Regions from separate parts of the Cyprinus carpio genome. Here region 2 is linked to region 1. A link is a contact called in public Hi-C data. All regions are on one chromosome and are shown on one strand. The core of a region is the stretch at or near the end of the contact, and the rest is flanking DNA. Distances in the headings are between cores, read along the strand shown. Region 1 overlaps LOC109047527 (nuclear factor 1 A-type). Region 2 overlaps LOC109047527 (nuclear factor 1 A-type).

Evidence for each region. A called contact is a pair of places that touch in the nucleus more often than the background predicts.
Region 2: a contact with region 1 is called in a Hi-C map of skeletal muscle, with 4 times the contacts expected there. The contact joins two enhancer-like sites. A contact is called at or near these places in 4 of 8 Hi-C or Micro-C datasets (liver and skeletal muscle).

The regions. Positions count from the first base shown.
Region 1 is chrA22:9,275,273-9,282,029 of ASM1834038v1, reverse strand. LOC109047527 (nuclear factor 1 A-type) reads left to right here. Exons shown (of 11, transcript XM_042711789.1): 3 at 729-794. Among protein-coding and RNA genes, the nearest start is that of LOC109047523, 78 kb to the right of the region's middle. Within about 2 kb of position 4,144, at least 4 of the 8 cell types and tissues checked have an H3K27ac peak or open chromatin away from gene starts, as enhancers often do. A contact at or near this core is called in liver and skeletal muscle, where this site is marked.
Region 2 is chrA22:9,347,895-9,354,651 of ASM1834038v1, reverse strand. All of the region lies in intron 1 of LOC109047527 (nuclear factor 1 A-type), which reads left to right. Among protein-coding and RNA genes, the nearest start is that of LOC109047527, 30 kb to the left of the region's middle. Within about 2 kb of position 4,076, at least 2 of the 8 cell types and tissues checked have an H3K27ac peak or open chromatin away from gene starts, as enhancers often do. A contact at or near this core is called in liver and skeletal muscle, where this site is marked.

The sequences.
Region 1 (6,757 bases), core at 2,895-5,394:
TTTTTTATGCAGTACACCCAAGTCTGAAGGCTTTCTCTCTCTCTAGACTTATTTCCATAAGTGCCTCGGCTGCAAATAGCACACTCAGTGTGAATTCACAGCCCAGACCCCACTGTTGGTCTGACCTACCGAGCCGCGTGCCAAAAGGACATTGGCTAGAGTACAGTCAGACCTTCTATTCCGATAACTTCCCTTTGCATCTGAATGCTCTTACAGTTAGGTCTGTCAATTGATTTATATAATCACATAATTCACTTAAATTTTATTTTGTAAATTGGATTTATATTTTCTTGTAATCTTAACACAAAATGTAATTTACCATGTTGTGCTTCTATATATATATATATTTAATAAACCTCATTTATTAATAAGTTAACTTTCATCTGCAGTCCTTTAAAACCTAGAAAGACAGGGAGTATTTTTACAATGCATGCAGTTGTCTGTCAGCCTATACTGTGGCAGCAGTCAGCTCTATTGAACCGGCAACACGGTGGCCTCCTGTGTACACACATCAGCATAGGGTTTCACCTGCACGGCCAGTGCCGCTTGGCAGCCTGACTGCACGATCAGCATGGTGATTCCTTGGTAATCTGGACTAGATGTTTTCTATCCGAGTCTTTAGGCTGCAGAAACAGTTTTCGAGAGGCTGTCAAGTGCTTGATTTCAATGTGGTTTTGAAACAAAATCTCACTTTCTGTGTCTCTCTTTCTTTGTGTGTCTCTCAACAGAAACGGGGCAGTCTGAAAGTCCGAACCAGCCCAGTGAAAGCGACATCAAGGACCAGCCAGAAAATGGTGAGTGTTTCTACTCACGTTTCCCAACATATCTAGAAATGTGTGTATACAAATCCCAAACATTATCCAGGTTGTTTGGAGCTATGGCCTAATGTTAGCACATTTACTCCAGAGGGCCTTGGAGCTCATACATTCTTACAAATAAAGAATATAAATGGTAAAAATAAATAAATGGTTCCATGAAGAGCCATTAACGTCTATGATAGCTTTTAATTGTGCAAAAGGTTCTTTACTTGAGGAAAGGGATTTTTCAAATGTTTTTCACACTAAGAGAAAAAATGTTTCTTTTAAGAACTGTTCGCTGAAAAGTTCAAGGAACCCAAGATTCAAGAATTCAAGAACTGGATCTAAACCCTCTTTTTTGAAAGTGTAGAACATTTCCATTTGCAGAAAAGGTTCTTCTTAGTGGAAAGATTATTAAATTGTTCTTTATACTTAGACAAAATGGTTATTTTATGAACTGTTCACTGAAAGATTCTCTGGGGAGCCAAAAATGGCATCACTGCAAAAATCCCCATTTGGAACCTTAATTTTTAAGAATATAGAACCTTTCTATTGCACAAAATGTTTTAAACAGTGAATAGATTATTCAAATATTCTTGAAAAAAAAAAGATATGTTCACAGGAAGGTTCTTGGAGGAACCACGAGTGATTCTTCCATTGCATTGGCACGCTCTTGAAAATATAGGATCTTTATTGAAATTGATGGTTAATTTGAGAAGTTTTACCATCCATTAACCCTTTGTTGTTGTTGTATGTTCTTCACTTACATGTTCTTCATAGTGCTTTTAAGAAAGTTCTTTGGGGAACCAAAAATGATTCTTCTGTGGCATCACTTTTGGAGCCTTTATTTTTAAGAGTGTAGAACCTTTCCATAGCACGAAAGGTTCTTTGGGGAACCAAAAATGATTCTACTATGGTATCACTGCAGTTGCAGGTTTGAATCAGGCCTAGATTATTTTGTCCCCAAAGTATATCTAGTTGTTGTTCAGCTATAGTAAGAACAAGTTTGCGAATTTTTCACGTCGTCGAAGCTCTAGAATTTGCTCTCTCCTCTTTGTGAGTGTGTATAAGCCAGAGGTGGGTGATAACTCTTTGGAAGATTGCGTCTGCGTAAACTTGTGCGAAAAGTGGCATCTTTCCATCGCAGGCGGAGAATTGTTCTAAACGGGTTCTTTTAAAACAAACACAGAGCAGCAATTCCGCTGATTTTGTGTGTGTTTACAAATTATTAGCGGACAATGAAACAGTCTGCGTCGACAGATTTACAGTTTGAGAAAACATAAACACAATGATTGAATGGCCTGTTTGCTTGAGTTTAAACAGAGAATGATGTCAAAAAGTTCCGCTTTATCCTCCCACAACCCCCCTGGAGCGCTGTTACGTACGCGTCCCTCAACACTGGATTATAAGGCATATTTTCCTCCTAACTTAAAGATTATCGCATTTGTGTGCGAAGCTTGAGCTATTATTTCCACGCCCTTGTGTGTGACACCAACATGGCCCTGTTTACTCAGATTAGAGGATACAGACAGATGAGCGCGTTCATCTCTCTCATCCTGCATGTAGCTGATATTATCTTTTCATCTCTCTCTCTCATGTTGAACTGAAGATCACCCCTGAGTTGTGCTGATATAGGCTGCATATAATCACTCCGCTAATGTCTTTTTTTCATTTTTTCTCTCCCGTACAAACTCGCTCCATCTGGTATCTATATCTGTCATCGTGATCTTCGGATTATTTCCAGTTTTGATCTGAAGCATCCTTTTTAATTCACAAAACTGGTCTCAGATCAGCAGCATTTGACCCACTGGATGTGAAAACAATGTATCCAACTTTTATTTGAAGACCTGAGACTTTACTTCACTGCCTCATAAAGGGATTTTTCAAAATTATAAAATGAGAAATTACACAACACTTTCACTATGATTTTCCATTCGATTAAATTAAATATATTATGACAGTTGTGTGTAATATCTTTGGTATAGATATGTAAATATATCTATGTATATATATCTATATCTATATATATATATATAGATAGATAGATAGATAGACAGATAGATAGATAGATATAGATATAGATAGATAGATACATAGATATAGATATATAAATGTTATATTTATGTGCATAAATGTTATCATATTTAAGCTCATATATGTGTGTGTGTGTAAAAGCACATAAATATCATATAACATTATAGAACATTTATATTATTTTAAATGATTTAAAAACTTAAATAATATGTATGAATTCTTAAGTAACATATTTATACATTTAACACATGTATTAATTTAAAAAAAACAATAATTACATTTTTAATATTTTATTAAATTATATAATAATAATTGAATTATTTACACACACACACACACACACACACCACACACACACAATATATATATATAAATATATATATACTTGTATAATTATTATATTTTTCTTCTGAAGCCGAAATTTATATTGTTCTTCAAGTGCAGCTCTCAAATCTAAGTACATTGTGTCATGAAGAATGACATTTGAGAGCTACATAAGAATGGAAAAGAGCAGCCAGGAAAAATATCATATATTTGCTTGCATGGAAGAAAGACAGTTATACGGGTTTGAAATAACATGCGTGTGAGTAAATGATGAGAGAATTTTTATTTAGAGTGAGCTATCCCTTCAAAGACCACTGACTTCTTTCACTGCCTGTTAAATACTGTCAGACATAGCTTGAGGCATACTTCCAACTTCTCCCTGTCATCACCACCTCTATTTCTCCCTTATTTCTGTCTCCCTCTCGTCCCCGATGCAGGAAAACATGATCAACTTTTATTTTTCCATGGTTTGTTTTTGCTGGTAAACCTTGACCCTTGTGCTCCATGCTACGTGCACTTTCACAGAGCGGGCTGCTGTCTTTCTGGGACGAGGCAGCTGTTGCACAATCCGCAGACTATTAGATAAGGCCAGAGGATATCCTCTTCTTTACAAGCCCAGGAGAGAGAGAAGGGAGGTGGGAAACCCATAACAGAGAGCACAAGAAAATCGAAAAGAATGTGAGAGACATTTGTTAAGAAGCTAGTAAAAATGGTTAAACTGTTGTTTACTGTCTCTTGTGAGGCTTGTTTATGGGTGGCTGTCAAATGTCAAGCAGTGGATACTTCATCTAAGACTATTTGAAAAGAGATTTTTCAGGTTATTATGCTTTATACACGTGGTTGATGATAAAATGAATAACTGAGAGGTATAAAAGTCGAATAGAAATACATATGAAAGACAATGAAAATGAAATTTGACTTTTGTTTTCTCACTAGCTCTATTTTGGTATGTAACACACACTTTTCACTATCCAATCATCAGCTTGCTCAGCCTCTTAAACAACTTCTAGTCTCTGATGACATCACCAAGGCCATGCTTTATATTAGATAATAAAAACAAATAGCAATTCAGCCAGTTTTAGCTAATTTTCATGTCTGGCTTCATTCTGATATGTAATGCACACTTTTCACTAATCGTTGAATATCATGTTTTACTCATTGCTGATTTCTTAATACACATTCCTTATCAGTGCACGTGATTCTAAAATAGAAAAAAAACACTCTTTGTAATTAGCAATTAGAATTAGGTAACTTGCTCCACCCCTTCAACAACTTTCCATCTCTGATGACATCACCAAGGCCAGTGGCAATTTGCACCAATGAAAGTTAAGCCATTGTTTTTGCTAATTCTCATTCACATTGCATGGCTCCATTCTGGTCCGAAACACACTTTTCACAATCCAGTCATATACTTGATTAAAAACAAGACCCCTTTTTTTATCTTGTTGTATATTCATTTTTACTCGTTTAAAGAAGCAAAAAGATCATTAAGATGTTGTAGGATAATGACCAAAGCACATCAAATATACACACATTCACCTAAAGTCTTGATGTTGAATAAAAAGTTTGTTTTGTCAACTACCCAGATACAGTATCGGTTTGCTTGTCCCGAGGCCCGGTGTAGTTCCACACGGCGCTCTTGTTGCTGCGCAGGAGGCTTGTTGAGGTCTCGGTGCTGCTATGAAAGGCGAACCGTGGCCCCTCCCTACATGTGTGTGTGCGGCGCTACAGTGGACACAGCTGGGAGTGATTATCCGTGTTGAGATATAGAAGCCCTGCCCCTTCCCTCGCCCCTGTCTCCCTATATGAGGCACTCATGGAAATGCCCTCAGTGAACTCCGGGTGCATATGCTCCCTATACTGGAATTCAAGTGACGAACGCTCCTTCGCTCGCCTGCTCTCTCCCTCCTCAGCTCCATTGCGTCATCCCTCCATTTTCCAAGTAATGGTGCGCCTCACTTCTGCTCGGTATTATTGTTGTTTCACAGTATGTACAGCTGTGTGGAAACGTTGACTTTTTGCCTTTCTTGCTCTCGACCCTGTAGCCCACTGTCCTGGTCGCTTTGTCATTTTGTAATCTACCTTGACTTCCTGCCACATGCCCTGTAACATACTGTACGTCTCCCCTCCTTCTGATACCTCCCCGAACAAACTCTATCTCACTTCTTCTCAATCTCAGGGGCATCTGTGCAGGAATGCTCTCTGGGTCTTTTAGCTCATGTCAGCACTTTCTCTTGCAGTGAGCTGTAGATATTACCCCTCCCTCTGTCTCTCTCTCTCCTTCTCTTCTCTCTCTCTATTTTTATTATTTATTATTCCACCCGTCCACATGCTATACGTCTCCTCATCCAGCCAGTCAAGATTAAACTCATTTCTATTGTTGGTTTTATAGCTTGCCAGCCACCGAGCAGTGCAGGAAGTCCTTTAATAGCTACATCACTTCTTCTCGAGATTCGTCTTGTCACCTTCCTCTATACATATATATATATATATATTTTTTTTTTTCTCAGGAGAATGAACCTTGACGAGCATTGCAACGTCTCGTATATATAACATTTGAGATTCTTATGTTTTGCATTTATTTACATAACGTGAGTCATATTGAGTTTGATCATTTGCCGTGTTCTTGTTGCCGTCATTGAGGATGGAATGAGTTAGAATAAAACATAGCTTTTTTTTTCTTTTCTTTTTTTGCTTTTTTTTGCAGTAGAAATTATCAAGAACATTTGAAATGATTCAAAAATGAATATATACCAATATATACATGTTATTTTTTATTTTATTTTTTTTTGTAGTAATAATTAATAAAATTGTTTGTTTTTAATTTATTATTTTTCTAATGAATAGCATTGCTTTTTTTGTGGAGTGAGGACAACTAAAATACATGTTTAAAGTGTTTGTAAATATTTTGCTTTATTTGTAATATATGTAATAAAATAATCATTTGGTTTTTCTTAACAATGCCTTATTTTTATTAACTTATTTTCTGTTATTTATTTGTGTTTTATCTTACAGTTCTCACTTTTGCAACTACCACATTGATGTTGCAACCTATTAACTTCTAATCTAGTGCATACTGTATGTACCATATCATAAGCTTATGTCTGACTTGTGATGATCTTGCCATATCATCAGTTTCCACACACTATATGTGATCAGATCATTATGGGATATGCAGTACACACTGACTGCATGTTTTGATTCTGTGGTGTCGAATGGTAGTAAGTTTAGGTGTCTGTGGTTGAATCTGAGGCTTATATGGGCTCCTCAAGCAGAGCAGCAGCCCGCAGGGTGTGTGGCAGGTCCTGGGTCAGCCGTAGTCAGCACAATGAACACAGTCATTTTGGTCTGTCTGTCTGTTGGAAGAGGCAACCGATTTTTCCCTGCCTCACAAAGAATGTGTTAGACCGAGATTCCACCACATATCATATGTAAACACATATATAATTGTGCTTTCTTGGGCTTCCTATACAGCTGTTTGTATATGTGTGTGCGCCACACCGCAAAGTGCCTCTGCCCCACTGTACTGCAGACACTCATGGGACCAAATCCAGATGTGTTCTACCCTCAGTGTCACTCTAAACACTCCCTATTTCTTTCCC
Region 2 (6,757 bases), core at 2,827-5,326, 73 kb before region 1:
GAGTTTTGAATTCAGTCCTCAGCACTTTTAGGCCTGATTGGGCATTTTAAGAAGCTCCGCAAATCAAATAATATCAGGTGTTTATTTAATTTCAGAATCAGAATATTTTATTAAATGATACAATTCTCGTCAATTTTCTATAGGCAGCTTTTAAGTTTTGTAAAGGCTGCATAATTAAATACAGCTGGCTGATCTGTCTACACGCAGTGCACGTGTGAAAATGAACGATGCCACGCGACTCCGTTTCAAGTCTCCCGTTAAAGAGTTAAAACCTGCAGAATCGATTGCAACTTTAGTGTTCCAGACCAAGTCGAAGTTGCACATCTGGGTACCTGTCAAATATCCAGGACTGGAAAAGAACGTTTTTGTGTTTTTTGAGAAATGCAAAAGCATTTTTTTTCTTTGCTTTACTACAAAAACTATTGTGTGTGTGTTTATGAAGGATCATTCTAATCAATGGATGCAACAACAACAAAAAAGATCATTTGTAAAGCACATTTCTTTAAATATTTGAAATATTCTATCAAAGGTGATATTTAAGTTCTAATAAATCTGATTGTGCAATCTCAAGGTAAATTTAAGAAAAATATATCATATATGGGCTATTGAGAAGTGACAAGGTTGACTGTTTATTTAGCTATTACATCATTTTCGCTCAAGGTCAAGACAATATAAAATATTTGGAAAAAAACAAAAAAACAAATACAAAACATTTTTTATCTGCTTTTATTAATCAGTTGTCATCAAATGTGTCTGTTTTATAGTAGGCTACATAAAGTTTGAGACGACACATTCCTGAAAGACCGTGTTGCACATTTCGAGCCTTTGCATTCACGTCAGGCTGTCAAAACACAACGGAAGTCTGATATCATGAAGATAAGCGCTCTCTCTATTCCCAATCTAATGTATTTGTGTTTCCGCGAGGCTGTTTACCGACAAACCGACTGTCTGAGGGAGTTCGTCTCGCGGCGTGCAGGAGTGATTGGCGTCACATGCGCGTGAGTTTTGAATTGCACTGTGTTGTCCAATCACAGAGCAGCTCATGAAAACACCAGAGGGACGGACGTGCACCTACAGCAAGTTAGTGTGACTGAGATGTGAGCATTATTAATATCCAGTTTCCTATATTTTCTACCACACAGTGTTTTGTGTAATCATCACCTATATCTTAGATTTAACAAAACTCACCTTGATGTTTGTTTCACGGGTTGATGCTCACACAAATGTTGATGCACATCAGATTTTTGACTTCATGGAATATAGGCTAGTGTTGATTTTTTCTCCAACAGACTAATATTTCATTTAGAATATCATCCTGTCATTCTGGAAAGCACTTTTCTGTGTGTGCTGAAATGAAGCCTGCACGTTGCTGTTTTCTAGGGGGCGCCCGATTGACTTACAGGCGAGAGTAGTTGGTTAATAATAATAAAACGCTGTCGAATGCCAACCAAACTAATGACATGAACTAGGTTTGCTTATTAATGATGTTTGCATGTTCTGTACACGTGATTAGAAACATAACAATGCATATGGCAGTCGCTTTCCTATCCATCAGTGTCCATACTTTTAAATCACTGCAGTAGCTATTTCAGATTCATTTAGCTGTGTTTGTTTTGTTTTTTTGATAAAACATTCACAATTTCATTTGTGTGGTTTATTCCATTGGCTCTTTGAAATATCAAAATCTCAGATAAAAATATTAATAGACACATCCTCTTAAGGAACATGCCAGCCGCACATCAGGCCTCAGAAATGAAAGATGATACTGAAAACACTGGTGCTTATAACTGGCCGTTTCAAAATATTCTGAAACAATGTTCAACACATGAGGAAAGAAATGCTGCATGTGAAATAGGCTACTTGGGTTTGCATAAACATACGTGAGCACAAGGAACAAAAATAAGCATTGATTTATTTATTTTCTTGTAACAACGAAAAGAACGCTTTTCTAGAGTTATAAACGATTTATCCTGCGATAATTCGTAACGCAACGTTTTTTTTTTTTTTTAGCTAATGACGTTCGATGCCGCTAAATGTTTTCGAACGATTCATTTTTAGTGAATCATAAACATTGCGCGAGCAGTATAGTCCGGTTACCTAATGAATGATACTCTTTTTAGTGAATTTTAAACGTAAAACGCAAAAAGTGTAGTCCGATTCTCACACGAATGACTCTTTTGAGTCGATTCCTTTAGTGAATCGACTGCACGCAGCCTGTCCATGCTTGTTCTGTTCCCCGACGATTGACTCTTTTGAACCAGTTCATCAAATCATTAGCAATAAGTTTGGATTTCGCGTGCAAACTAAAGTTTTCACTTCAGGTCTGATTCGAAATTAAGCAAGTATTGTGTTAAGTTGCACTTAAGGCTTTTGAGACTTAAATCTGATTGGTTGTTAAAATTACAACGTGTAGCCTACATTTACATTAAGTCATTTTGCAGACGCTTTTATCCAAAGCGACTTACAATTTAGCCTATTTAAGCATACGCAGCATTTTATTAATATTATTATTATTAAATGTTACATTTAATTTAGTATTTTTAATTATGCATAGATAGAATCAGTTGCACTTATGCTGCCTCTAACATTCATGTGCAAACGCACCTTGGCAAGAACTGCATTAAAATGATTGCTGATTTGTCAAATCTGAAATTATTTTATCATTTGGCAACACACTACTGAGGGTAGTGAATGCGATACGAATGTTTTATTTTTCCAGTCGTTTATTTCTCAAAAGTAGGTACTCCTTGATTTATTTGTTTAAAAAGCAAATCCTGGGCGCATAAGATAACAACTGCACGCTAAAGACGTAAGTTAAATTCATCATCATACTTTCTGCGTTACAATACTCGGTGTAGCTACACGAAGTGCAACTGCATTGGGGGTGCACATTTCTCTTGTCCCGCATGTGTATGGCTCTCGTGCCGATATTGAGGGCGCTGTGCTGATGGAAGAGCCCAAGAGTTTAAACGGCAAAAGTGAACGGGAGCTTCGTCTCAGCGGACTCGAATCGTGCGCTTGCTTCACTTTTTTTCCTCTGTCTCTCTCTCCCCCCTCTCTCAGGTCGAAACTAACCGCGACACAAGTGGCAGCTTTTGCAACAGGGGGTTTTAAGGATATTACAATCTTCCTAAGCATGCCGAGCCCTCCTCGCTGCTCGTAAATCCGCCTCAGTTTTGCTTCGTACCGCCACATGCCTCACGGCGGATGCAAGCGCGCGGCGCGGAGCGGCGCTATAAGAGACAGCGAAGAATGAACCAAACGCGAGTTTTGTAACGCATCCGGACGACTTTTTCTATCCTTTTTTTCTATTCAAATGACCGCAAGATGAAATAATCGCTCATCTCGGCGCTTCATCACCACAGTTTCACTCATGGCTCTGTGAAATCTCCGTGCACTTCCATCCATCCGTCGTCGGGACTTTTCTCTAAGGCTGCACTTGATGATAATGCCGAAAGTTTGGATATACGGCTTTAACAGTACAGTAGGCTACAGTAGATGTGTGTAACTCGAGGCGGGGTTAAAGTTCAGCTCTATGGAGCGCTGAAGCGTCGCGCGCACTTCGCAGAGTTGGAAATGTGAAAGCAAGAAGCAAGGCTTTATTTTTCCCTCTCTCCCTTCTTCTCTGTCTATTTCCAGCGTGCTGACGAAACACTCATATATATACATATTTTTTTCTTTTTTAATAAAGAAATATACTCACACACACACGCACACACACAACATATACATCGCCAATTCAGGAGTTAAAACCGACAGATATGTATTCTCCGCTATGCCTAACACAGGTAAGTGACATTTTCGTCTATTATTAACTCTGTTTGTTGCGTATGAGCGGTGTCTTTGGCTGGGACAGCGTGTATGATTGATGTATGTGAAATTTTAGTGTATTATTTTTTCTTTTTGTTGGTTATTATAGGTGATTTCTGCTCTGACAGAGGCAACTGAACTACCACATGGCGGATGGCGCCCACCTTACACACAAATATGTTTCTTGTGCACATTTATGTACAGCTGAATTTTATTCTAGCGGCTTTTTGCATGGGGACGGACGTTTATATTCTGCAAGTTGAGCGCTGTGCATGAAAGAAAACGTTACACTGAGCTCGCAGAGTCAACGTTATGCACATTTGATCTTAAAAATAAAGTTCTTTAACGATTTAAGTTAGGTTGCTTTATGGTTATTTAGAGATGAAAAAGTTCTTGATGTTGCATTTGTAGGGTTTTCACAGCACTCTGGGTTCTTTAAAGCACCAGAACTCGAGAAGTACAAAAATAAAAACTCTTTCCACGACTTAAAAAGCTTCTGCTATGACACCAAGCTGTTTTGAGATTAAAACGTCACATAAACGTGTGCACCTTTAAACACATATCCGAGATCAGAATAGTCCTATTTTATGTGCGTTTTGTTATTAAATATCAATACAACTATTCCGTTTTCTGTGTTAACTTTAGTTTGAACCAACTGTCGGCAATAAAAAGCTTCTCTGCTGTTTACATGAGACTTTTTCTTCAAGGCAGCAGAAACTCTTTGATTTTATCTTTTGCAAACTTCACTGTCTCAGTATTTCTGACATTTAGCAGCAGTTCTAAATATTGACAAGTTTATACATTTTATTTTTTGTTATTTTTTTAAGACTCTTAGATTTGGTGCTGTCATGCTTGATAACTCACTTTATAATGTGCTGATATATATATATAGGCTATATATATATATATATATATATATATATATATATATATATATATATATATATATGCACAGTGCTATTTGTTTGTTGCTTATTGCACTTTTGTAATTAGCACAGAATAAAACTAAAGTTGGACACAGCTGAAAGGGTTAAAGGAGATTTAAAAAACCATTCATTGTGTGAATCATGGTGGCAGGTGAAGTGAGGTGACAGGTCTGGAAAAGCTTTAGCGTTATACCGTAGTCTTGATGTGATTTTAAACTGTTTGGTTAAGTGTGTTTTATTGAACGCATAAAACAAAGGAGAAGGCCTCAGTATTGTGTCGCATATAGGGACGTTCTTTTGACCGTGTTAGTTACAGTCTGTTTGGAGATACTGGGAAGGATTCATGCGAAAAAAAGACAAATTATGTGTAATGTGTGGAGAAAGACGAGCTGAGAAAGTTCTCATACTTTGAAGTCGTCTTTTCAGCGACTTGATAATGTAAGACTTGGATAAGTTAGCAGAAGTTCTATTTATTTCTATTAAATCCATGCAAAACTGTGGGGAAGCTTTTAATCATTTATCAGTCACAGTAAATGTAACAATATCACTAACTTGAAACCTCACACAAGAACTTATATATAGCTCATATATTTCAATATTTGTTGCTAAAAACAGTTCTTATTAAAAATAAATAATACTCAGATTTTTTTGAGCAATATGCACTCTGTGATAAACAGCTTAGTCTTACAAAAAAAATTCAAAAAATTAAAGCACTATTTCCTTTCTTTTAAATAAGCAGTTTAACAGTAATATTATTAAATATCTAAAAATCTTAGTTGCATTGATGATAATTGAGACGGGCAATTGATTTCCTCTCTGTTGCGGTGTTAAGGCAGTATGAGGTCTATTTGCTCTCTCTCTGTGTGTGTGTGTGTGTGTGTGTCGTTTTTAAAGACTCGAAGAGTGCCAAAAATCACATCTGTACACTGATTTAATTTTATAGTAAAATCCTTAAAATCCAAATAACACATTTTCAACACTTTTACGTATTTTAGTTTATGCATAAATATACATTGGCCTTTCCTTGTATTCATATCATTTTAGGTGAACTGCGTATTCACATTGTCTGTTTTGCGTAATAGTTTTGTATGTGTTAAAACTCTCTTGTCTCTTTTGGCCACGAGGCACTATTGTTCCCTGCTGAGGCCTTCCTATAGGACAGCGAGGTTCAGCTTGAAACACTTTAGGAGTCTGGAAAAACCTGACATGCTAACCAGACCCTATATTGACACTCAGGCACGCTCCAAAATGCGAAGAGCTGTTTGTTCTGCCGCTACGAGCGTGCAGAATTCGGGTTTTCATGAATTGCTAGAATTAAAACAAAAGAGAAAAACAAGCTTTCTGGACGCTCTCATAATTATAATTTGCATGTTATATTATGCTCTGTTGTGTGTCATCCACAGAATAATTCTAGCAGTCGGTTGTTTTATTTAAAAACATAGCTAAAAGTTAACATCATGTTTTTGCAGTAGAGAGCTCGATTCTCGTCTGGAGATTTTCCATATTGATTTTTTTCCCCAAGCAATTTTACAAGAAGTCTGAGTGTAGAAAAGTCTGCAAAAAATCCTTTATATAAAAAAACATAATAATAATAAAAAGCACATAATATACATGTATAAAAGCAACAATAGATGATATCAGTAATTGAAGAACAACATTTCACAGATTTTGGATTAAGTTACTTGGAGAGTCAGTGAAGGAGGATAAGGGAATTCATTCACTGGTTTAAATGCTGGATGAAACAATACAGTTTTTATGCCTCGGAGGCAAGGGAGTTTGATTCTTGAACAAGACAGAAGGGAAACAATATGATTAAACATATACGTTCTCACAGGAGACACACACACACATTGTGCATTACTCTATAATAATGATATATGCTTATGCAAATCCTCAATTTCCTGTGGTTTAACAAAAGAGATATGACAATATGTATCCATATGAAGTCTGCTGTTGAGTTTGCAGCTATAATTAATATGACATTTATTTAACATTACATTTATTTCATTCTACAGCTTAAT